Linked DNA regions of Rattus norvegicus: region 2 is linked to region 1. Evidence: chromatin contacts called from public Hi-C data. All regions are on one chromosome and are shown on one strand. The core of a region is the stretch at or near the end of the contact, and the rest is flanking DNA. Distances in the headings are between cores, read along the strand shown.

Region 1 (5,819 bases), core at 1,935-4,434:
TTCATTATTTACATTTCGAATGTTATCCCCTTTCCTGGTTCCCCCTCTGAAAATTCCCCATGCCATCACCCCACCACCTGCCTCCATGAGAGTGCTCCACCATCCACCCACCCATTCCCTCCTACCTTCCTGCCCTGGCATTCCCTTACACTGGAACATTGAGCCTTCACAGGACCAAAGGCCTCTCCTCCCATTGACAGAGCCTATCCTCTGCTACATATGCTGCTGGAGCCATGGGTCCCTCCATGTGTATTCTTTGGTTGGGGGTTTCGTCCCTGGGAGTTGAGGGGTGTCTGGTGGGTTGATATTGTTGTTCTTCCTCTGGGGTTGCAAACCCCTCGATTACCTCAGTCTTTTCTTTAACTCCTACATTGGGGACCCTATTCTCAATCTAATAGTTGGCTGCAAGCATCTGCTTCTATTTGTCAGGCTCTGGTGGAACCTCTCAGGAGACAGCTATATCAGGCTCCTGTCAACATGCACCTCTTGGCATCTGCAGTAGTGACTGTATGTGGGATAGTTCCGATGTGTGGCAGTTTCTGGATGGCCTTTTCTTCAGTCTCTGCTCCACACTTTGTCTCTGTATTTCCGTCTGTATTTTGTTCCCCTTCTAAAAAGTACTGAAGCATCCACACTTTGATCTTTCTTCTTCTTGAGCTTCATGTGGTCTGTAAATTGTATCTTGAGCATTCTGAGTTTGTTGGTGGGATTGCAAGCTGGTACAAGAACTCTGGAAATCAGTCTGGCAGTTCCTCAGAAAATTGGACATAGTACTCCCTGAGGACCCAGCTCTACCATTCCTGGGCATATACTCAAAAGATGCTCCAACATATAACAAGGACACATGCTCCACTGTGTCCATAGCAGCCTTATTTATTACAGCAAGAAGCTGGGAAGAGCCCAGATGTCCTTCGAGGAATGGATACAGAAAATGTGGTACATTTACACAATGGAATACTACTCAGCTATTAAAAGCAATGACTTCATGAAATTCATAGGTAAATGGATGAAACTAGAAAATATTATGTTGAGTGAGGTAACCCAATCACAAAAGAATACACATGATATGTACTCACTGATAAGTGGATATTAGTAAAATATCTTGGAATACTCAGGATACAATTTACAGTTCAATTTTTATCTGAAACCATCTGGATTGGGCATGTTTTAGTCAGAAAATTATTGGTTCAATCTCCTTGTTCATTATTAGCCTATTTATACTGATGGCTTTTTCTTGATTCAACTTGTTATATAAATCTAGAAATTCTTTAATTTCTTTTAGATTTCTAACTCAGTGGAGTTTAGGCATTTAAAATATTCTCTTATGTTGTCATTTTCTTTGATGTCTATTGTAATTTTTCTTTTCTCAGTGAGTTTATTAATTTCCCCCTCCCCATTAGCTGTGCTAAAAGTCAAGATATTGCTAAGCAGTGCCAGGTCTTAAGAATTCTTGACTTTTTGTCTTGCATTTCCCCATACGGTTCCGTGGTGAGGCTGTGGTGTAACTGATGATCTGTCTGCACGTAAGGGCGTTTGCACTGTTTGTTTGTCAGTTAGTGTGTGGACTACTATAAGCAGTCTTCTGAATGTTGTTTGATACTTTCTCATTAAGTATCCTCTCAGGAAAATAATTCCCAAGGCATCGAATTTGGTATTGAATTTTTCCTCCCAGGCAATGAAAGACTCAACATTTTTAGTTTTATTTTTAAAAAACACCTGCTAAGAGATGTGAAATAGTCTTTTCAGTTCAAGGGACAGAAGTAAACCACAACCCTCTAAAATATCAGATTCCAAACACTCTTGAGCATTAAGCAGGATTGAGAGCTTTTTAAAGAATCATTAGCATGTCCTACAGGAATAAGTCTTCATTGTGGCCACTTACCTAGTGCATGGCTGCTATATTCTCCACTCTCCAAAAGTAAAAGACAGCTATTTTCATGGAGTTAACAAGGGCAAGAGCCAGGGCAGGCTAGGGATGGGTCAGGTGATGTAAGTATGTGAATGAGGGAATACTTCTGTCATTAGAAAGTGGAAGATCCAGGCTCGGACTGACTTAAGTCAATGTTTATAGCTTCATGGATTCTGATTTCAGAATAAACTACACCTGTGTACTAAAAGCATGTACATTCTGAGTTGGTCATTCATCCTTAACTACTCTTTATTCTCTAGTCCTTAGTTTGGGGACCAGTTTCTCTACTGGTTTAGCATTGATACAATAGCAGAAAAGAAGCATAAATGAGACCCCTCTTTAAGTTTTCCAGCTCTCACAAAATCATGTTATTTGCACCAGACCTATAGGTAGTTTACTGAGAAACAGAAGTGCTCTGTGTATAGACAGATGACAGGACTACTCCATGGTATAGGAAGATTTTTATTTTAGATGTAAGGGAATAGCCAGGGTGAACTGGAAGTGTCAAGACAAGAGAAAAAGTAGATTGCACACGGCAGCAGACTGGATACAGCCAGGACTGTCTGTCAGAGAGAAGAATATCAAGGATAGAGAATAGAGAAGGCATAGTGCGAATAATGGTGGTTACAAAAGAGTAGCTGGACTGAGGGAGGGCCAGCAGAAATGGGCATCGGGTCTTGGAAATGCATAACTGAGTGAGGACTGAAGAAACGTTGAGGCAAGGACCTTGATAGACTAGATAGCGCCCAAAGACATATATTAACAGAGAATGACAAGTCTCTTTTGCCAGAGGTAAGAGAAATAAATGTTCCCTTTGGCAGGTAGGAAAACACTTCACAAGTTCCTGAAAAGAGCCTGCCTTTTATCTAACCAGAAATCCTCCTGCAGTCCAAGGAGTTAGCTCGTTTTTGCATAGACTGTCCTTCGATGTTTTGGAAATTGGAGTGTCCTTTTGAGCTGACACTCTCAGAGCACGGGGATGCTTGGGATATATAACGCATATATGCAAGTTAAGTCAGATCTGGAAAATTTTAATAACGACGTTTAGAAGTATACTATATTCTGAAAGTTATGCTCAGAAATTAATGCATATCCATAGTACATAAATGAGGCTAAACTGGGGCATTAGTGAAACAAATAAAGTTAATGGAAGTGCATTACATAAATGCCAGAAATAAAGTTTGAATAATGAATACTTGTATTTCTATAGTATACTAAGAATATGAAAATAAATAATATTCTGGTCTTTCGAGTCTAACTTAGGTTTTTCACTAGTGCAAAAAGCTGGATTCCATACCTAATCTGAACTTTTTATGGGTTTATATTAATTGGAAACACAACCATATATACATGTGCTAACACACATCCTATACAATGGGATAGGGACTTATGTCAGGGAAACCGGGAAACGGAGTAACATTTGAAATGTAAATAAAGAGATATCCAATAAAAGGAAAAAAAAAAGATCGTGTATATTTGCTTAATTTATCACTTGCAACCTACATAGTCCTAATATACAGGTGGATCCCTAACCTAATATGATGACTTTTCACTTACGGTGTTACAAATGCAGACCCTAAGCCTATATACGTTTATGTAAGGTGACTGATCACCTTGTCAGTGTTTCAGTAAATGTTATGGGATTAAATAGCAGACACTCTTATTTTCATCTACCTTTGATCTTTGCAAAATGTGTACTAAATGTTGGTTAAGTTACATCAGCTCACTGAGCTCTGCCCTTTAAAGGGACAGCGGATCTCTGTGCTGCTGTCCCTAGCAGTTACATAATTGCCTGCAGCCAACCTTCCCCAGGAAGCTGACAGGAAGAGGCGGAGCCCACGCCGCCCAGCGCCACCAGGGAGGGAGCGGCGGCCGCTGCCGGTGAAGGCTAAAGCGGTGGCCGCTTCATCCCGGCCACTGCTCGGTCTGGCTCGGGACTGCGCGGATCTTCGGGGACCCTCGGCCTGGTCTGACAACGCCATGACCCCCGCCGAGGCCCCGTCCGCCCTGGCGCTCAGGGTTGTGGGCCCTGCGGCCGCCACCCCGTACGGTGTCTTCTGCAAGGGGCTCTCCCGCACCCTGCTCGCCTTCTTCGAGCTGGCCTGGCAGCTGCGAATGAACTTCCCGTACTTCTACATCGCGGGCTCAGTGATCCTCAACATCCGCTTGCAGGTACACATTTAGAGCCCTGTCTGCGTTGCGCGCCACCCGGGACCGCAAGATGGCCGCTTCCCAGACCGCTCCGCGGCATCTTCAAGATGCGCGAGAAGAACGTGCAATCTCGCGAGATCAGGCTCGCTCGCGGGCAGTCTGCTCGCAGCCTACCCTTCCTAGGAGTTGGAGGAGGGAAAGCTAGCTGATTCGATTAAGAGCAAAAAATTGTTCCAGCAGCAGAGCAGCTGTCCAAGGAAGTATCCAAAGGAACTGCACCTCAGTAAACTCCTGGCAAGTCTTAGGATATGACAAAGGGCACAGGATGCATTATGAGAAAGGAAGGCTAAGGTTTTCAAGAACACAGATTTACATCAAACTTGCGTTCTGAATTAATCTTTGAGAATACTGGACTGTGAGCTAGACATTGAGTAAGAGGTTTGTTATATCAAGAATGTGATCTAAAAAAAACATTCATCTCTTCCTCCCACAAGAGGATATTTTGAAACTGTGGGTCAAAGTCAGACTACAGGAGAGCCCTCAAATATGCCAAATGTGACAGACAGCAGGATTTTGAAAATATAGTGGGAGTATGTGAAGATGTTCCAGTCAAAGAGACATTGTTTCCAAAGGAAAGAAAGTCCAGTCGCCTCACAGGAATTGTGTATTCCCTGGTAGTAATGCAAATGGACCACATATGGCTTTCTTCTTTAAAGAGAATACCTAATTTTAGCTACAGAGTAAAATGCTGATGTTACAAACCGTGACAAGTGGAGGGACAAGAAAGTAAATGGACTGATGGTGCCATTGTGGACTGGGAGGGTAAAAGCTGTACATTTGTGAACAAAAAGATTTCCTTGTTATGGTCAGCCATGATTCTAACTGCTAAATGGAGGCAGTAACAACATGACCTAAAGAGTAAACATCCAGAGATGGAATGTTCTCAATGTCTGAAAAGGAGCAGATATCTGGTGTATGTGAATGTATGCTAGAGATTTTTTACAAGCCTGTGGTGAATTAGTAATTGTATTTTATTTTGAAAGTTAAACAGGTAATTAGAAACCCCAAGAAAAATAAAATAATAAAACATTATGCTGCCCTACCTCATGTGAATAATACTGTACCTGTAATATAAGTTCTCACTTAACAGGAAATAGTTATGTAACATTGGGAGGATGGAAACTGAAAAAGATGTATGTGTAATGACACAAAGTGCATCAAGATCTAGACTGAAGATTTGATTAAGTTGTAGACTTACCATGTAGACTTAAGTTGTGGACCTACCCTTCATGAGGCTCTAGGTATGATACGCAGCGCTACAAAAACATAAATAAAGGTCAAATACATAAAGAAGCAACATAAACTATGATTAGGAAAATTAATGCAAAACCATCTAGGAGCTAAAAGTGGTTATTTCTAGAGAAAATGTATGGGGATAGGTAAAGGAAAAGCAAGGCTTTGTTGATTTTTGTTACTACTCTAAGGTGATTTCTTTTAAATCATGTATATGGTTTTCTTCCATTAAGATCTAATTAAAATATTTTGATTTTAAAAGCTCCCCAGGCAAGTATACCACAGGTCAAATGACCAAAAGTATTGTGGGATTGAAATATAAATCATACAATGAGCTGCTACTGTTTGATAATATCAATATATATTAATGTGGAAGTATTCTGCCTAATATAGCTTGGAAATGATTTTCATTTCCACTTGTGATTTTTCTTACAGATTCATGTAACTGTATTCTTTCCGAACACGT
Region 2 (5,819 bases), core at 1,661-4,160, 880 kb after region 1:
TTCCTTCTTTCTCTTCTGCCTTTGGGGTTTCTCTTGCTTTCCCCTTACTATGCAGCTAGTACTACTTTTACTGTATAATCTCTTTTAGCTTTTGTGTTTTACTTCACACCCCGCCCCTTTATCTTAGGTACTTTTCTATTGCTGTGATGAGTCACCATGACCAAGACAGCTTACACCAGAAAGAGTTTATTGGGGGCCTACCAGTCCAGTGGGTTAGTCCATGATCATCGTGGTAGGGAGCATGGCACCAGAAAGGCAAGCGTGGTGCTGATGCAGTGGCTGGGAGCTCTCGTCGGATCTGTACACACTAGTGACAGCGACGGGACTAACTGGGCATGTCATGGACAAAGTCCACGCCCAGTGACACACCCTCTCCAGCAAGGCCACACCTTCTAATCCTTCCCAAACATTTCTACTAACTAGGGACCAAGTATTCAAATCCATGAGTCTATGAGAGCCATTCTCATTCAGACCACCACAATCACTTAATTTTGTTTACATATCTTTTCATTATTGAGTAATGTTATTTATTTATTTTAAATTTGGGATCCCCTGTATTTTAGTTGAAACAAAAAAAAAACCAACTACTTTAATAATATCTTGACTTTATAGTATTTTTAAAGCAAGTATGCTTTCATTTTTCAATTCCCCTTTTACAATTTCTAATTTTGTTTACAAATTTTCCCATCATTGGGAAGTCCTTTTTAGTTCCATTTTCTAATCTCTTGTCCTCTCTTCCTCTTTGTTTTTCTCCACTCCTCTTCTACTTTTCCCTTTACTTTATCCAACATTACTTCTCTGTCTGTCCTCTCTCCATCTCCCCCTTCCTATCTCAATTTAATATTCCTACATTTACTTTAAATAATCTTTAACCTCACAGCCACTCTACTTTGCCTTTGCCATGCTCTGCTTATAGGAACGGCTGACGTATCGTCATGCACTAATTGATTCTGGTTATTCCAGAACAATTTGGAGCTGCTGCTGCTGCTGCTGCTGCTATCACAGGTTGTTTGTTTTTTCTCCTCTCTAAGTGGTACTAGGGACCCAGCCCTCAAGGATGGCCTGACCTGATCATTAAGATACTCAAATAAAACTGGAGAGATATCCAAATAAAGAGATGCTCACAAAGCAGCACAGAAACATAAGAAACACAAAAACATAGGGCAACTTGGCTCTTTAAAAGACTAAAGCCTTCACTAAAGATTCAAGGACACTGGAGTCAGTAAAATGTCTGATGAGTATAATGCTAAGTGTTGTCAGCTTGGTAGAATCTAGACTTGGGAGCTGGACCTGAAGGTAGACTTGTGAGGGCTTGTCTAGTCCAAGGTTAGATTCTATGTCTGTGATGGATTATCTAGTCTAAGGCTAGATTCTATATCTGTGAGAGATTGTCTAGTCTAAGGTTAGACTCTGTAAGTCAGTGATGGATTATCTAGTGTAAGGTTATACTCTGTGTCTATGAGGGATTATCTAGTCTATGGTCAGACTCTATGTCTGTGAGGCATTGTCTAGTCTAAGGTTAGACTATATGTCTGAGAAGAACTATCTAGTCTAAGATTAGACTCTATATCTGTGAAAGATTGTCTAGTCTAAGGTCAGACTCTGTGTCTATGAGGCATTGTTAGTCTAAGGTTAGACTCTGTATGTCTGGGAGACATCTTCTATATTACATCAATTGATTTGGAAATTGATAATTTTTTAATTGTGGACAGGACAAATAGTGGACTGCATAAGATGGACAAGTGAACAGAGTCCTGGCATACAGGTATTCATTTCTCTCTATTTTCTGATTATAGATTTAATATGAGCACCTGCTTCAAGTGCCCATTGTTTTGACTTCCAATCACATGGACGAAGAAAGGAAGCCAGTACAGAACATGCAGAGGAAAGGTAACGGCACAGAAGAGAAAGTCATCAAGATGGATAGGAATCAGCACTGCGAATGGCAAAGGCCAGCAAAATGGGAGAGAAATCCAATAGAAGAATTCAAATGTTGTAAAAAAACAAAGATGCTGGGAACAAAAGGTGAAATTAATAAAATAAAAGTCATAATGGTCGCCATCGTCACTAGAGTTGGCAGAGAAAAAGAGTGACAAACAGGGAGGAAGAACATGGTGGAGATAGATTGCCCTCAAAGATGGATAAAGAAAACGGTAAATAAAGGAGCATTGGCTACAGCATCTCAGAACGCTGAGGTGCAATCAAGATCAGTCTTAAGAACAGAATCCACAGGCTTTAAAAAAGGAGCTGAGACATTGATAAATCAGTACCATAGAGTGTCTACTAAATGAAATCAGAACAGAAAGTCCTTATTCTCTGCATCTTGACCATTGTGGGTTTCTATGTTAGCCATCGTCTATGGCAAAAGAAGCTTCTTTGATGAGGGTCGCTGACACCGACTTATGGGTATGACAATAAATCTTTAGGAGAGTGTTTTATGCTGTGTCTATTTAGGGAAGTAACTGTAATAGGTTCACTCCTACGGCTATGACCTCTAGCTACAGGTTCCTAGCCCTATAACTGTCCCAGGTATGGATTTCAACTTATGAATTAGGCCTTAAATCCAATCAGAAAGCGGTGGGTTATTCCTATGACATTCAAATCACTGAGGGTAGTTTTGACTGCCCTATCTGAAATGGGTGTCCAGTTCCCAGTTCTCTGTATTGACAAGAGAAACATAATGACTTGTCACTGTCTGGTGTATTGTAGCCCCCCAAAAAGGACTGTAGTGTGTTTTAAATGTAATACAGGGGAGGGGTGCTCAGATTCCCTGCAGACATTCAAAAGAATCCAAGTATTCCAATGCAGAACCCAGGAAATATTTTCCCATGGAAACACTGTGTTCTACCAAACTGTTAGTCTTTAAGATTCTAAGGGTTCCACACTTTAGCTTAACCCTACTAGTTAAATGGCCTCTTCTGGCCTAACCTAGCAAAACTAACCACCATGAAGAACATCAGCAGGAGGGGAAAATGTGAGTTCTAAACAAGTCACTTAGAATGTGGTTTTAGAATGCAATCTACTCTTAAACTTGGTGTTTTCCTAGACGTTTGTGCTGTCAGGGACAATGGAAAATTTACCAGGTTTTCTGAGCAGAACCCTCAGGAAAGAGACCAGGATGGTCAAGACACCAAGGCCAAGGGTGGGAAGAAGGGGATGCCTAAAGAGAGCTAATAATGTAGACTTGAGGTGAGAAGCCCTCTAGGGGGCCATCATTCATACCCTAGTATGGGGATGGTGACTGAGAGGAGCCTTCGAAAGAGCTTCAGACCAAGGAAATACCTTGTCCTAAAAGGAATGCCAAAGGGCTGAAAAAAATAACTTTTTAACCAGAAACTTAAGAGCAGGCCCTGTGTCTGCACAGTGGTTTTAATCATGGCTTTAACCAAATGTTGAGCAAAACTGTTCAGGGAGAAAGAATGCATCTGTGCTGGAAATGTAGAGAAGTTTCTGCCTAACATTTCCAAAATGTACTAGTTGCTTTTTGGTCACTCTGACAGGATGCTCGAAGCAATGAGTGAAGAAAGATTTGTCTCCACTTATAGTTTCCAAGGTTTTAGGCTAGTGTCACTTGGCTTAGCACTCCTAGGCCAGTAGTAAGATACAGTATTAAGGCCAGGAGAGTGTGTGACAAAGGAAGTTCACCTCATAGCAGACAGGAAGTAGAGAAAAGGAAACACTAAGGAATTTCTCAAGCATCCACCTCCAGTGATTTTCCTTCAGATCGCCTGAGTGCCTCCACATGAGCCTTTCGTGGGGGACCTTCATATCCAAATAGCAACACTAAACAATACAGTATAACAACTATTTGCACACCATGTACACTGTATTCAGTGTTATCAGTGGTTTAAGAATAATTTAGTACATGGGAGGCCATGGATCTGTCATTTGCAAATACTTGAACATCTGAGGATTCAGTTATCCAGCAGGGCCCAGAGCCAGTTCCCTGCAGGAGCGGATGGACAGCTGTCCACCTGGGATGCAAGGAGTAAAAGAGGAGGTGGAGCTGAAATTTGTAAATGCAATGGAATTACAGGGTGGAAAGCACAAAGACCAAGTGAGGCCTCAAAAAGAGAGGCCTAGGACTTGTCCTGTGGAAGTGTCCATTATGAGTTCTGAGCAGCATGACGAACCAAAGGTAAGTTGAGAGGTTTTCGTGAGATGTCCCAGATACTTCTAGATGAAACTTATGACTTTGGGGTATATGATGGTTTGAATAAGGATGACTCCCACAGACTCATATTTGAATACTTGGTCCCCAGTTGATGGGACTGTTTGAGAAGGATTAGGAGGCGTGGCCTTGTTGGAGAAGGTGTGGAGGGAGCAAGCTCTGTGGTTCCAAATGCCCAAACCATTCCCAGTTAGCTCTGATCGCTCTCTCTGCCTTGTGATTGTGTCTCAAGATGTAAACTCTCACTACCGCCCCAATGCCATGCCTGCCTGCCTGTTGCCATGCTCCCTGCCACAAGGGTCATGTCCTCTAACTCTCTGGAACTGTGGCCCCCATATATACTTTTTATTTCGTACGTTGCCCTCATCACAGTGTCTCATCACAGCAGTAAAAAGTGACTAAGACAGAGTGTGAAATTCAACATGAAGTTGCTTTTGTCAGCTCACCAAGAAGCAGTGAGCAGGAAAGGTTGGGGAAGGGCAGGGGCAAGGCATGACATAGAAGCCAAGGGGAGGGGAGCTGGCTTTCAGGGAGCAGTCTATGCACTCTGGAGTAGTGGGGGAATGAGACCACCTGGGCAGGGCTGTCCCTTCTCAGCCTCACTTGGGTTGACACCCAGCCATCCCATTCTTCTCCCGTGACTATGACCACATGTAATCACTAAAAGGTCACCAGAATCTTTCATGATGCTGGAAACCCAGCTCATAAACAAGGAGTCTCAAGGACGTGTCCTGGCTCCCTCCACTCAGTCCTGATGGTGGTCATCATGCCTTCTTCCCCTGTTCACAAAGAGCTGCGCTCATTAAATGGCTATCACCGTGAGGAGTTCCAGAGAGCAGAATGACCTAACTCTGGTTCTTCATCCAGGAAACTCATTTCCCCTAAAGCTCTCTTCTGACAGAACCGTAAGAAGCAGCATGTTCTTTTCATGACGGCCTGTGTGGACAAAGGTGTGTGCTGAGAGGAATCCTGAGGCGAGTTACGTCTCCTTGCTCTTTAGGCAAACAGGATGAAGACAGAGACTGAGTCGGTGGACTCTGAGGCTGAAGGCCAGTAAGGACTGAAAGATGTGTTGCAAACCTATTGTGGGACAGCGTGTGGAAGAGTGACCAGTCTTCCTTGAAGAGCCTGTTAACGCTTCTGAAGGAGGTGAGAGGCAAAGACTTTCCCAGAAGTTGAGAGAGACACAGGTCCTGAGAGAAAAAGGGATGAGGATCTGCGCTTGCTTCTTCCCTCCCTCTTTTTTCTGTTTTCTGTTTTGTTTTATTGTTTTGATGTTTGTTTGGGGAGTTGTTACGTTTCGGTTTGGTTTTGGTTTGGGTTATGGTCTTGTCTTGTTTTCAGTTCCAGGGCCTTATAGGTGTTGGACAAACTCTCTCACTGAGCTGTGTCTCCAGTCCCAGATCTTTTTTTAAAGGAGGATTTTACTCACTAGCTTTGAAATAATACAGAAGCTCAAGCTAGAATTGAATGTAAGCATCTTGAGTAGCTAGGATTCAGACCTGTGAGAGGCCCAGCGTCAGTTCTTGTGGGTTTTCCACTGACAAGTAACGATTGTGTGTATCTGAGGCTGCACTGCAATGTTTTATTGTTGCTTCCATTTTTTGAGACAGGGTCTTGTTATTTGGCCCAGGCTGGCCTTGAACCT

The links. Hi-C and Micro-C count contacts between places; a contact is called where the count stands out from the background.
Region 2: a contact with region 1 is called in a Hi-C map of the A7r5 cell line, with 7 times the contacts expected there. The contact joins the promoter of Bcl2l14 here to the promoter of Smim10l1 in region 1. A contact is called at or near these places in 4 of 12 Hi-C or Micro-C datasets (the A7r5 cell line, Schwann cells, hepatocytes and 1 more).

Annotation. Positions count from the first base shown.
Region 1 is chr4:168,069,916-168,075,734 of GRCr8, forward strand. Smim10l1 (small integral membrane protein 10 like 1) reads left to right here and starts at 3,185. Exons shown (of 3, transcript XM_017593058.3): 1 at 3,185-4,081. The coding sequence starts at 3,890. It also overlaps a transcript of Tas2r103 not described here.
Region 2 is chr4:168,946,070-168,951,888 of GRCr8, forward strand. Bcl2l14 (Bcl2-like 14) reads left to right here and starts at 2,911. Exons shown (of 7, transcript NM_001024338.1): 1 at 2,911-2,974; 2 at 5,172-5,320.